Regions from separate parts of the Bos taurus genome. Here region 2 is linked to region 1. The links are chromatin contacts, called in public Hi-C maps. All regions are on one chromosome and are shown on one strand. Each heading gives the region's core, a stretch centred on a gene start, on an enhancer-like site or on the middle of the called end of the contact. The rest is flanking DNA. Distances are from core to core; before and after follow the strand shown.

The links. A called contact is a pair of places that touch in the nucleus more often than the background predicts.
Region 2: a contact with region 1 is called in a Hi-C map of skeletal muscle, with 2.1 times the contacts expected there. The contact joins the enhancer-like site here to the promoter of INHA in region 1. A contact is called at or near these places in 2 of 11 Hi-C or Micro-C datasets (blastocyst and skeletal muscle).

Annotation. Positions count from the first base shown.
Region 1 is chr2:107,497,335-107,503,471 of ARS-UCD2.0, reverse strand. It overlaps INHA (inhibin subunit alpha), which reads right to left and starts at 1,643. Exons shown (of 2, transcript NM_174094.4): 1 at 1,367-1,643. The coding sequence starts at 1,628. OBSL1 (obscurin like cytoskeletal adaptor 1) reads left to right here and starts at 2,661. Exons shown (of 21, transcript NM_001075491.2): 1 at 2,661-3,672; 2 at 5,249-5,518; 3 at 5,611-5,862; 4 at 6,028-6,137. The coding sequence starts at 2,661.
Region 2 is chr2:107,560,389-107,566,584 of ARS-UCD2.0, reverse strand. It overlaps SLC4A3 (solute carrier family 4 member 3), which reads right to left. Exons shown (of 22, transcript NM_001191387.1): 19 at 5,812-6,065; 20 at 5,300-5,469; 21 at 4,972-5,145; 22 at 3,518-3,842. The coding sequence ends at 3,765. Among named protein-coding and RNA genes, the nearest start is that of SLC4A3, 14 kb to the right of the region's middle. Within about 2 kb of position 2,859, at least 27 of the 102 cell types and tissues checked have an H3K27ac peak or open chromatin away from gene starts, as enhancers often do. A contact at or near this core is called in skeletal muscle, where this site is marked.

The DNA.
Region 1 (6,137 bases), core at 394-2,893:
ACTGATTTCCTTTAGGAAAATCCCCATGTGTTACTTCAGCATTAAAAGACTTCAAAAATGCCAGCCACTGCCAACTTCTCTCTGAAGTGGTTTTACCAATTAATATTCCCATCAGTGATGTGTAAGATGCCCTGCACTCTCTCCCTTCACCATTGCTTAGACTTGTTAGTTTCTATTTAAATTTTTACCTGATACTATGAAATGGTACCTTGAATGCTATGTACACAGGCATTTGTTATATTACTCATGTCAGAAATACTGCATGAGAAACCCTTTAAAATAATTCCACTCTATAAAGGTTAACACCAAGAAGGAGGAGGAAGGGGATGGGGCAGAGGAGAAAGGATTCAGCTCAGAATCAAGGACAGTGCTTTCTAAGAAAATGCAGTTGGCATACTTACCCTGACAAGTATATAGACTGCATCAAACAGTCACGAACCAGCAGGAGTTAAAGAACTAGCAATTGGGGCTGTACTGTTATGTGGAACATCTCACTATAAACCTCACAACAACTGACCCATTTTGCAGATGAGAAGTGTTAGTCGCTCAGTCATGTCTGACTCTTTGTGACCCCATCTACCAGCCTCTTCTGTCCATGGGATTCTCCAGGCAAGAATACTGGAGTGGGTTGCCATTCCCTTCTGCAGGGGACCTTCCCAACCCAGGGATTGAACCTGGGTCTCCCACATTGCAGACAAATGTTTAACCATCTGAGCCAGATGAAAAGCCCTTAAACTAAGTGCCCAGGCTGGGATTCTGCCTGATCCTAAAGCCACATTCACTGTGCTGCCTGGGGCCCGAAGCACAGGGAGGCAGAGCATCCTCTCTGAGAGAAAAGTGAGCCAGGTTACAAAAAGGTCCAGCCAGTGGAGGGCTTTACTCACTGAGTCAGTGCAACTGACTGGGGAGATGAGAAGAGAATTCAAGGGAAGGTAGGTTAATTTCCCAACTAACTGTTCTCCCGCATCCCTGATATCTTCTCAAGTCTCAGCTGTCTGAGGCTAAAGAAACAATGTTTGGAGCAGGGTGCAAAAGCAAAGGTAGGAGGAAAGATGGCAGGAAGGGGCACACGCCCGGATCTCTCTGTCCCTAGACACCCTCGGCCTCCCAGACGACTATCTCGCAAATGGCTCCTATGAACCGGGCACTCTGGATATACCATCTCACTCGATCCTGAAATGTAGGCGTTATGGCACTTTTCACAGATGAGGAGACAAGAGGCTCAGGAAGGTTTAGTAACTGGTCCATTATTGCAAAGTCAGCTGAGTGTCAGGTCTGGGATTCAACCCAACCTGCCTAGCTCCCGAACCCAGGCTACACCACACTCTTTGTCAGAGTCAAGGTGCCAGTACCCCACCCTCATTACCTGCAGCCGGAAAAAGGATGGCCTGGGAGACATCTTGGTCCTCGGGCTCAGAGCCCCTGCGCATGAAGCCCCCCACGGCATGCCTCCGGTGCAGACGCCTGACTCCAGGATCTCCACCTTCCCCAGTCACCGGTGGGGGCCCCAAGGCATCCAGAAACAGGGCCCTCACCTTGGCCAGGACAAGTTCCCGGTCCAGCTCCAGCCCATGACAGCCATGCCCGCCCTGAGGGGCCAGCAGCAAGAGGAGCAGCTGAAGCCACATAGCTCCCCTGGCCCTGCCCACTGGGAACCCACACCCTGCCCTGTGCCCCTTCTGCCAGGGTCTGCCCAGGGCCTCCCCACTCCACCCTCCCCATCCCACCACCGCCCTCTTCTACCCTTCTCACCCCAGTCTTCCCCAGCCCTTCCCACGCCCCGCAGTCGAGTTGCCCCTGCCCATGGCATTGAGACCTCCTATCTCTGACGCAGATGTCTGTGGCCCTGAGCCTTATCTCCCACTCCCGCCAGGAATGTGGGGGAGGGGCTGGAGAGGGCTTTCACCCCAAGTGACCTAAACCACACATACAAACCCTCGCTCTCCACACACACAGAGTCACACAGTGTCACAACCCAGCACAGAGGTGACACCAGATGGGACAGGAGCCTGTTAACTGGGGGTCTGCCAGGTCTAAAAAGCGTTATTTGTCAGGGAGACAGAGCAAGCCAGCCCCTCGAACCTCCTGGGGCCCTTTTCAACCCAGCAGCTGCTGGGCCAGTCCTAGGGGGAAGGGCCGGGGCGGGGGCTAGAACTGGGGTTAGGGCGGGGGGCAGGGGTCCCGCCTGCTCTAAACTTAGCCTGGAGGAGCTGGTCTGGGCTCTTGTTCTCCAGCTGTGTCATCAGAGAATATTTTTGGGATTGGCAGCTGCAGGCTTCTCTGTCACTCAGGCCCGATTCTGGCGGACTGCTGGGGACCTGGCGGCTGGAGGTGGGAGGGAGGAGGGGAAAGAGGCCCTGGCTGTGGGAGGGGGCTGGGAAGGCCGGCTCTCCGGAGCAGGAAGCCAGGCCGCAGGCAGGGGAGGCTGCGGGGCCCCTTGCTGGAGAGGCAAACAGGAAGGACTCCCCCCTGAGCCCTGGGCCCCCGGCCCGGGAATCGCCGCCGCAGCCGCAGAGCAGCAGCTCCGGGCGGAGGGTAAGGAGGCGAGCCGGGAGCGGGCGGACAGCAGAGAGCCCCGCGGGTCCCGGAGCCCAGTCCCCGGACGCGCCCCGCCTCCCGGGCTCCCGCCGCCGCTCCCGGCCTGCCCTTGCGCCGCCACGATGAAGGCGGGCTCGGGGGATCAGGGGAGCCCCCCGTGCTTCCTGCGCTTCCCGCGGCCCGTGCGGGTGGTAAGTGGCGCGGAGGCCGAGCTCAAGTGCGTGGTGCTGGGGGAGCCGCCGCCCACTGTCGTGTGGGAGAAGGGCGGGCAGCAGCTGGCGGCCTCCGATCGCCTGAGCTTCCCGGTGGACGGCGCCGAGCACTGCCTGCTGCTGAGCGGGGCGCTGCCCACCGACGCTGGGGTCTACGTGTGCCGCGCCCGCAACTCGGCCGGAGAGGCCTACGCGGCAGCTGCCGTCACCGTGCTGGAGCCGCCGGCCCACGAGCCCGAGCCCCAGCTCGCCGAGCGCCCGCTGCCGCCGCCCGGAGCCGGAGAGGGCGCCCCGGTGTTCCTGACGGGGCCCCGGTCCCAGTGGGTGCTGCGGGGGGCGGAGGTGGTGCTGGAGTGCCAGGTGGGGGGCCTCCCCGCGCCCACGCTCTACTGGGAGAAGGATGGGATGGCGCTGGACGAAGTGTGGGACAGCAGCCACTTCTCCCTCGAGCCGGGCCGCGCGGGCGCGGGCGCGGGCGCGAGCCTGGCGCTTCGCATCCTGGCGGCTCGGCTGCCCGACTCGGGCGTCTACGTGTGCCACGCCCGCAATGCCCACGGCCACGCGCGGGCCGGGGCGCTGCTGCAGGTGCAGCAGACCCCCGAGAGCCCGCCCGAGGACCCCGACGAGGCCCCCACGCCCGTGGTGGAGCCGCTTAAGTGCGCGCCCAAGACCTTCTGGGTGAACGAGGGCAAGCACGCAAAGTTCCGCTGCTACGTGATGGGCAAGCCGGAGCCAGAAATTGAATGGCACTGGGAGGGCCGCCCGCTGCTCCCCGATCGCCGCCGCCTCATGTACCGCGACCGAGACGGCGGCTTTGTGCTCAAGGTGCTGTACTGCCAGGCCAAGGACCGTGGGCTCTACGTGTGCGCCGCGCGCAATTCGGCGGGCCAGACGCTCAGTGCGGTGCAGCTGCACGTGAAAGGTACCACGGCGCCCCCGGGCGGCCGGGGCCAGGGGCGGCCGGGGCGAGGGGCCTCCAGCGCCCTCCCTGACCCCACTAACTCCAGCCCCACTCAGTGCCTAGAAGACAGCGAGGAGTAAGGGAGGCTGAATATTAAAATGCCATTTCCCACCTCCCTCCCTCCCATCCCCCAGGGATTCGCGTTTAGTACGTCTCCAAGGTATGCTCCAGGAACTTCTTAGCAAGCTCTCCAAATGATTCTGAGGCAGATGGTGGAAAACCACTCTTCCATAAAGGCCTTTAAGGAATGACTGAATGACCCAAAGGGACCTACAACTCTTGTAGTTCAGTGTTTTTCAGCCTCTTTGTTCTCTCACCACCCATTCCCCAATGGGGTTTTGTTATCTCACCACCCATTCCCCAGTGGAAACCCCATTGGGGCCCCAGTGTATTATATAAAAGAATCATTTTATGGGTGTAAATTTCTAAATCCAAATTTGTAACATATATTTATGAAGTCAGTCAATGAGAACAAGGGATCTGTCTTATTAAGCACACACATTTTAACCATTCATAACTGGGTCTAGCTTTTGAGCCCCATGGGGAAAGCGTAGCTTCAGGTGTCACACTGACAAACTCCCGATTCACACCAAAGGGAGAAAACTTGAGGGCAAAAAAAATGCCCCCCAATTTTTGACTATTCTGTCATTAGACTGCTCTCCGGGTTTGCAAGAAGAAGAAAGTGAAGGAGAGGAAATTTATATTTCAAAGTTGAGCCCCCAATGGTATTTAATAAACACTACATTGCTCATAACTAGAAAAGTCAGGGGTGAAAAACACGCCAAATTCACATTGGAAGTTAAAGCTGCCCATAATAGGAGTTCATCGCAACTCACGGCATAATACCTTCACTAGTTATTACCCAACTCTTTCCCTCAGAGAAAAATAGTTGGCAAATCTCCCGAGTCTGTCCTGGCACGCAGTCAAGCATGTGGCACCTGTACCACGGCTGGTGGCCTCTTGGGTACAGTTTGATGTGCACAAACCAGCCAGGCGGAGCTGAACTCTCACCCCCTGAGGACAGAAAAGTCCAGGACGAAGGCCGAGATTCCCAGAGCCAAGTGACAAGGCGGCCGTTCCCCTAGCAGCCCAAGTGACCCCACTGGCCGTTTCTGTCATCATGCTTTCTTTTTGTAAAATTCAGTTTTAAAAGTGGTTGAAGTACTTTCAAAATGAAGTTCAACTCAAACCCTTACAGAATTGTGTGTGGTGCCCATGAGGGGCCCCACAGAACATTTTGAAAATCCCTGATAACAGCCCCAAGCCCTTCTATCCCTTTCTCTGCTTTACAAATAAAGAAACTGCGGCCCAGCATCGTGAAAATGGCCTTGATCAGGGTGATGTGTTAGGGTCAACGAGAATTCGGGTCATCTGACTTCCCTTCTGAGGATTTCTCTGAGTATACAACGCTACTAGCTCTGGGAGAAGAGCAAATGGCCTGAGCTACCATGGGTTTAGGCAGTGGGTGACAGAGGAGGGTCTTTCTCCCGGTCGGGGCCCTCTCCAGAGCCTTCTCTGGTCTCTCTCTTCTCCACAGAGCCCCGCCTCCGCTTCTCTAGGCCGCTGCAGGACGTGGAGGGCCGAGAGCATGGAATTGCGGTGCTGGAGTGTAAAGTCCCCAACTCTCGCATTCCCACTGCCTGGTTCCGCGAGGACCAGCGACTACTGCCCTGCCGCAAGTACGAGCAAATCGAGGAGGGCACGGTCCGCCGCCTCATCATCCACAGGCTGAAGGCGGACGACGACGGCGTCTACCTGTGCGAGATGCGCGGCCGTGTGCGCACCGTGGCCAACGTGACAGTCAAAGGTCGGCTGGCCGGTGGCGGGGATGGGGGAGGCCGAGACAGAGGCAGGCCGGTGCCCAGTCCACGGGCTGATAATCTCCCATCCCTGTCTCAGGGCCCATCCTGAAGCGGCTGCCCCGGAAGCTCGACGTTTTTGAGGGCGAAAACGCGGTGCTGCTGGTGGAGACACGCGAGGCTGGGGTGGAGGGACGCTGGAGTCGCGACGGAGAGGACCTGCCGGCCACCTGTCAGAGCAGCTCAGGCCACATGCACGCCCTGGTCCTTCCAGGGGTCACCCGAGAAGATGCTGGGGAGGTCACCTTCAGTCTGGGCAACTCCCGGACCACCACTCTGCTTAGAGTCAAATGTGAGGGCCCCAAAGCCCCTAGGCAACCTCCTTAAGGGCTGGACAGGACGGTCAGGGCAGGAGGGTGACCAGATGACAGAGTCTGGGTTGGCAAAGTTGACTTTAGGTCCCAGGGATGTGGGAGGCTGGAACAGGGCTCGGATGCAAACCCTGCCTCTGTCTCAGGCATCAAGCACAATCCCCCAGGACCCCCAGTGTTGGCTGAGATGTTCAAGGGCCACAGGAACACGGTCCTGCTCACCTGGAAGCCTCCAGACCCCACCCCCGAGACCCCC
Region 2 (6,196 bases), core at 1,610-4,109, 62 kb before region 1:
GGGAGGCGACCAGGGCAATCCAAGCAGATGGTCTATGAGCTCTGACAGCCAAAAGCTTTCACAGGGGCATCAAAGTCACGAGTGAGCTGAATCTTCAGCACCGATCAAGGAAACACCAGCCGCCCTCTTTGCTGAGAGGAGAAGAAAGAATTAGCCCTTCTCTGGGCCTGAAGTGGACTTGAACTTGTCCAAGGATACTGAAAGCTTGGGGCAGCTGCCCAGAATGCGGCCATATCCCTGCTCAGAGAGCTGCAAGGGGAAGGGCTAAGATGGCAATGAGCCCACTCTCCTCCTTATTGGAAGGGTCCTGGGCCATCCCAGATGTGCCCACTTGCCAAGCTGTTTCCATTGTAAAGCAGGAGGTGGTGGAGCCCGTCACTCAGAAGTATGGCCTCTACCTGCCCTTATCCCAAAGAGCTGCACCACCAGGACCTCATGGGCTCCTCTCCCTTGGCTCCCCTCCACCCTTGGAAGAAGGCAGCCTCAGTCAAGCTGCAGACCTCAGGGGGATAAAGTTGAAGGGTCAGTAAAGAGAAAGTCAGAGAAAACACAGATGCCGCCAAGGCCTCAGGACACACTCCAAATGTCTCCAAACGCAAAGATCTCTGAATGATCTCTGAAAGGCCAGGCCACGAGTCTTTCTGTGTGTTTGTCACTGTCCCATTCCCCTTGTCTTACCCTGGCACCCACTCTCCCTCTGTCCTCGGCCGTCCCTCAAGGGACCCATCCCTGGCAAACCTGTGAGCTGCTCAGCCCCCTAAGTGGTCTCAGCACCTCCAAAGACCCCCATCCTGGGTGAGAAAGAATTCCCCCCAACGCAGGCCCAGTTCAGCGCTTATGTTGGCCAATTCTGGCCTTGCACTTCCTTCCCTACAGTCGTCTTCCCTCTGGGGTAGGGGTAGGGGAAGGGGAGGGTAAAGGTGATGATCTCTAAGGCTCCAAGCTCTTAGGCATTATTCGTGTCCTTTCCCATGGAGGGGATTGGGAAGGGATGTCCATATCCAGAGGTTATAATTCGCTCAATCTTTCACTGAAATTTGTTCACCTAATTTCCTTGGTGGCTCAGTTGGTAAAGATTCAGCCTAGGATTCAGGAGACACCGGGTTTGATCCCTGGGTTGGGAAGATCCCCTGGAAAAAGAAATGGTAACCCACGCCCGCGTTCTTGCCTGGGAAATCTCATGGACAGAGGACCCTAGCGAGCTACAGACCGTGGAGTCGCAAGAGGCGGACACGAATTAGCAGCTAAATCATCATCCACATTGTTCTGACTGAGGCCTCGAGGGCCTAGTTATACTGGAGGCCACCTGACCCTTGGTGATGGACAGGGAGGCCTGGCGTGCTGCGATTCATGGGGTCGCAAAGAGTCGGACACAACTGAGCAACTGAACTGAACTGAAGACTCATTCAGTTTCCAAAGGCCCCGCCCCCTAGTTTCTCAGTTTTCCAGTTGAGCAACGCCCACAGTTCTCAGTTACTCGCCAGGCAGAGATGACTGACACAAACTCTGTCCAATGAAGAGCCGAGATTTCAGGTCCCAGGTCACTACTTCCTCTCAGGTGTTCTGATAGAAGTTGGTTCCTTCCCGTGGGCGTCTTAGCATCCCCAAGACCCAACAGGGAAGCTGCCCCAAGGCCCAGAAGATGGGACCAGGCGACCTGATTTAGAGCTCAGGAAAGGAACAGGGTCCTGCGTGCAAAGCATCTCTGCCAAGGCTATATCTACGTGTGGCCTCTGCCATCTCCGCATTTTGTATCGGCTTTGCATGCCTCTGTCCCAGTTTATATTTGACCTTCACTTTGCTCCTTGGCGAAGTTCCTCAGCAATTCCACCTGCCCTTGGCCCATCTAAGGGAAAAGGAATTTTGTCTTCACGGAGGGCAGATGCAATTGGAGGCCTTCATGGCGCCAGAGACTCAAGCAGCCGACTGGACTGAAACATTAATACTTAAGTCTGAATGACAACCGAGGACAGCTGGAGGGACACCTGGCGTCTCTCTTCCTTATGAACAGAACAGTCTCACAGCTCTCTATGCCCTCTCCAAATTTCAGGGCTCTAAGCTGTTGGCCTGAACATCTGGGAGGAAAATGGGGAAAGAAGAAGGAAGAAGTTGGGCCAGCCCCAGAGGAAGTCGTTAACGTAGGGTCGAGGCATCCCAGTTCGGGTGTTCACGGGAGTCCATGACACCTCTTTGCCCCACCCTCTTGTCTCCCTATGTTATGCTTAGTTGCTTAGTCGTGTCCAACTCTGCGACCCCATGGACAACAGCTCGCCAGGCTCCTCTGTCCATGGGGATTCTCCAAGCAAGAATACTGGAGTGGGTTGCTCTGCCCTCCTCCAGGGGATGTTCCCCACCCAGGAATCAAAGCCAGGTCTCCTGCATTGCAATTGGGTTCTTTACCAACTGAGCCACCAGGGAAGGCCTAGGAGTTGCTTCCCTGCTGCTGCTGCTGCTGCTGCTAAGTTGCTTCAGTCGTGTCCGACTCTGTGCGACCCCATAGATGGCAGCCCACCGGCTCCCCCGTCCCTGGGATTCTGCAGACAAGAACACTGGAGTGGGTTGCCATTTCCTTCTCCAGTGCATGAAAGTGAAAAGTGAAAGTGAAGTCGCTCAGTCGTGTCTGACTCCTAGCGACCCCATGGACTGCAGCGCACCAGGCTCCTCCGTCCATGGGATTTTCCAGGCAAGAGTACTGGAGTGGGGTGCCATTGCCTTCTCCGGTTGTTTCCCTAGGAGGAACTAAATGTACTTGAACGGGATCTTTGACCACAGCGGGTCCACCAGGTGGCAGTGCTTCCCGGGCGCAGACCGGACAGGGCCTGCAGTGTAAGAGAGCGGCCACCAGAGGGCAACACAGGGACTAACGGCTAAAGCACGCTGCTGGTTGCCTAGTAACTGTGACGCAACGGGCTCCCAGTTTGCACCCTCCTCAAGGCCTCCCAGGTTATTTCTGGCCTAACAAAGACTGTTGCACAAGGAGTGGCCTCAGGAGTCCCAGAATTGCCTCTCCTTTAAGCCTGGAGAATCTAAAATGGTCCAGGGACCCCAAATCCAGCTCCACCCTGGCGTCTAGGGGACTGGGCAGCTACTGTCCCTGCTCTTCGGAATGTCAAGGATGACGAAAAGAAAAACATTTTCCATTCCCCTCAGTAGCTCCACAGTCATTGGGACGCTCTGGTTTCCCTAGAGGCTAAAGCAGAGCAACCTGCTCTCTCTCCCCTCTCCCTCCCTCCCCTTCTAAACTGGGGCTGCATTAATGGCAAATGACCTTAAGCCAGACCTTGAGCCTCCAGCAGCTGAACTGTACTTCAGAGGAGTAGGGGGTGGGGTTGGGGGTGGGTGATAAGGCCCATCTCTGACCTTCTATGGTCTCCATTCTCTCCATTTCCCCCAAGAATTCTGTCCTTGCCTCAAAACTCTCCCTGATTTTGATGACCCTGAAAACAGAATTCTTCCAATTCCAGATGGTAAGCATGACCCGAGAAACCAGAGAGGGAACAAGAAAGTGAAGCAGACACAAGACAAGGAGTGTGGTTATAATGAGCTCAAAGCCTGTGCCGGTCTGGTCTGTGAAAGGACCTGGGTGAGACGAGGTCAGCGCCAAGGGTAGAGTCAGGGGGTCCTTCTGGTCGAGGCAACGGTAGTGGTTCCAGGCACGTCTCTGGGTCATGAGCAGCCAGCTGGCCCTGGGGTTGGGCTCTGACTGGGGCCCAGGTGTTGATCACTAAGGTGTCAGGGTCTCCCAGCGGCGCCGTGGTGGAGGATCACACGGGCATATGAAGTTCGTTGTACTCGTCCTGGCCATCTTCATCAAAGTTTGGTTCAGCATCTTCAGAGTCCAGCTGTAGAAGGGAGTAGAAAGTTGGGAAAGGCAGGGGAAGTGGGCTTGCCGCCTCCCATTCATCAGCTCCTCCTCTGGATGGCAGCCCTCACTGCCCCAGACCTTTAGGGACCATGGCCCCAGGCTGAAGCACCTCCCTCTGGCCAAAAGCTTCAGGTCACCCTCTAGTGACGCCTCCTAATGATGATGATAGGAGCCACCACACTGAAAAACTTTCTTGGTGCTCCGAGCTCCTGGGGTGCCTTTGTACACCATGTGTGAATGGACAGTTTTCAAAAAGATGTCCCTTCCTCTAGCTCAGAGGATCCCAGCCTGGGCCAGTTTCACAGAAGACAGGTTTTCCACAGAAAGGATGGGGGTGGTGGGTAGAGATGGTTTCGGGGTGATTCAAGCACATTGCATGTATTGTGCACAGTATTTCTATTATTATTATTACATCAGCTCCACGTCAGATCATCAGGCATTAGATCCTGGGGAGTGAGGCCTCCTGCTCCAGCTGACCGAAGCAGGGCTCAGGATGCATTTCAACGCCACCCACCCCACCCGTCCCTTAGCTGTGTGTTTTGTTCACAACTGTCTCCAACAGCCTCTGCTTCCTTCACACCAAACCACCCTTCTCATTGCTTTACCTGGACTCGTGTTTAATCATCACAATTTCATACGGGAGAATCAATTAGTAGCCCCATTGTGCTGTGCTTAGTCACTCAGTCGTGTCCAACTTTTTCCAACTCCATGGACTATAGCCTGCCAGGCTTCTCTGTCCATGGGGATTCTCAGGCAAGAATACGGGAATGGGTTGCCATGCCCTCCTCCAGGGGATCTTCCCAGCCCAGGGATCGAACCCAGGTCTCCCGCATTGCAGGTGGATTTTTAACCAACTGAGCCACCTGGGAAGCCCAAGAATACTGGAGTGGGTAGCCTATCCCTTCTCCAGGGGACCTTCCCAACCCAGGAATCCAACAGGGGTCTCCTGCATTGCAGGCAGATTCTTTACCAGCTGAGCTACCAGAAACCCAGGAGCCCCACTGAGATTTCAGAAGATCAGTCACACAACAGAAGAGACTGGGAGCCAGGCCTCCCTGAATCCAGGACCCAGGCCCCCTAAGACAGACCCAAGCACCATCCCTTACCGCCTGCAGCTCCCTGTCCTGGAAGAGCCGGGGCAGAAGGCAACGCCTCAGAGGCACTGTGAGCAGCAGCACGAAGGGAAAGGCGAGTGAGGCCGCCGTGGACTTGACCACCCAGAGCAGTGCGATGCAGCCCAGCTGAATGCACGTAAAGAGGTGCATCCGCCAGGTCTTCACCTGGGGAACAGGTGTCGGGTCTCACCACATCCTTAGGGACTCAGCTCCGCAGGTCCCAACTTATCCTCCAGTCATCAAGTCCATCTCCAGTGCTGGGGTCCCTCGGAGTCCCCCCATCACCCCATCTCCCCATCTCCATGCTTCCCAGCCCTACCTTGGTCACGTAGGGCTGTTCAGGATGGTGTTTTGCCGGCATGAGGATGAGCAATAGACGCTGGGACAGCTGGATACCAGACAGCGATGTGACCCCCATGTACAGGAAAATCCCAAAGAGCACGGCCAGTGGGATCCGACGTAGCACAGCCCCCATGACGATGGACAGGCCTGGAGGAGGAGATAGACACCTCCATGATGATGGACAAGCCTGGAGGAGGAGACAGACACCCACAGGACCCCTCCAACAGCGCCTTCAGAGACAGATGAGCCTGTGCAGTCACTGAGATCTAGAGAAGATGGAGCCGGACAGAGAACCAAGGACAGAGAACCAAGGCAAAAAGCACGTGGAGTGTCAAGGAACAGGTATGGGGTCAGAGCCAGGGCTATTTATGATGCGTTTGGAAACTCAGAAGAGATCTGGGTCAAGTCGGGGATGGAGAAAGGATTTCAGGTTCCAGAAGGCAAGTCTGTGGGGTGGGGACCGGAGCTTTACAAGGTGGGAGCTCTCACCTACAAGGCTGGCGATGAGCACTCCAGTGACCCGCTGCTCCCGCACTTCCTGGATCTGGGGCTTGTCGCCGGGCGCAATGGCAGTGCGCATAACAGTCAGCGCATTCACGTGGGTCACGGAGCGGACGGTGGCAGCTGTGAGCCAGGGCAACCCAAACAAGCCACAGAGCCCACCCAGGGAGCCGATCAGAAGCAGGTCCAGGTGGAAGCCAGAGCCTTTGAGCAGCCTCCGTGCCTTCTGGCTAACGATGAGCCTGGGGGAGAGCAGGGGTGAGGGGTGGGTGGGCACACCCAGCAGGGACCAGAAGTGGGCGGAGGACATGCAGAGCAGAGGCTGTCCGCCAGGACCTGCCAGCTTTCTCTTCCAAGCTCTCAAACTGAAGTT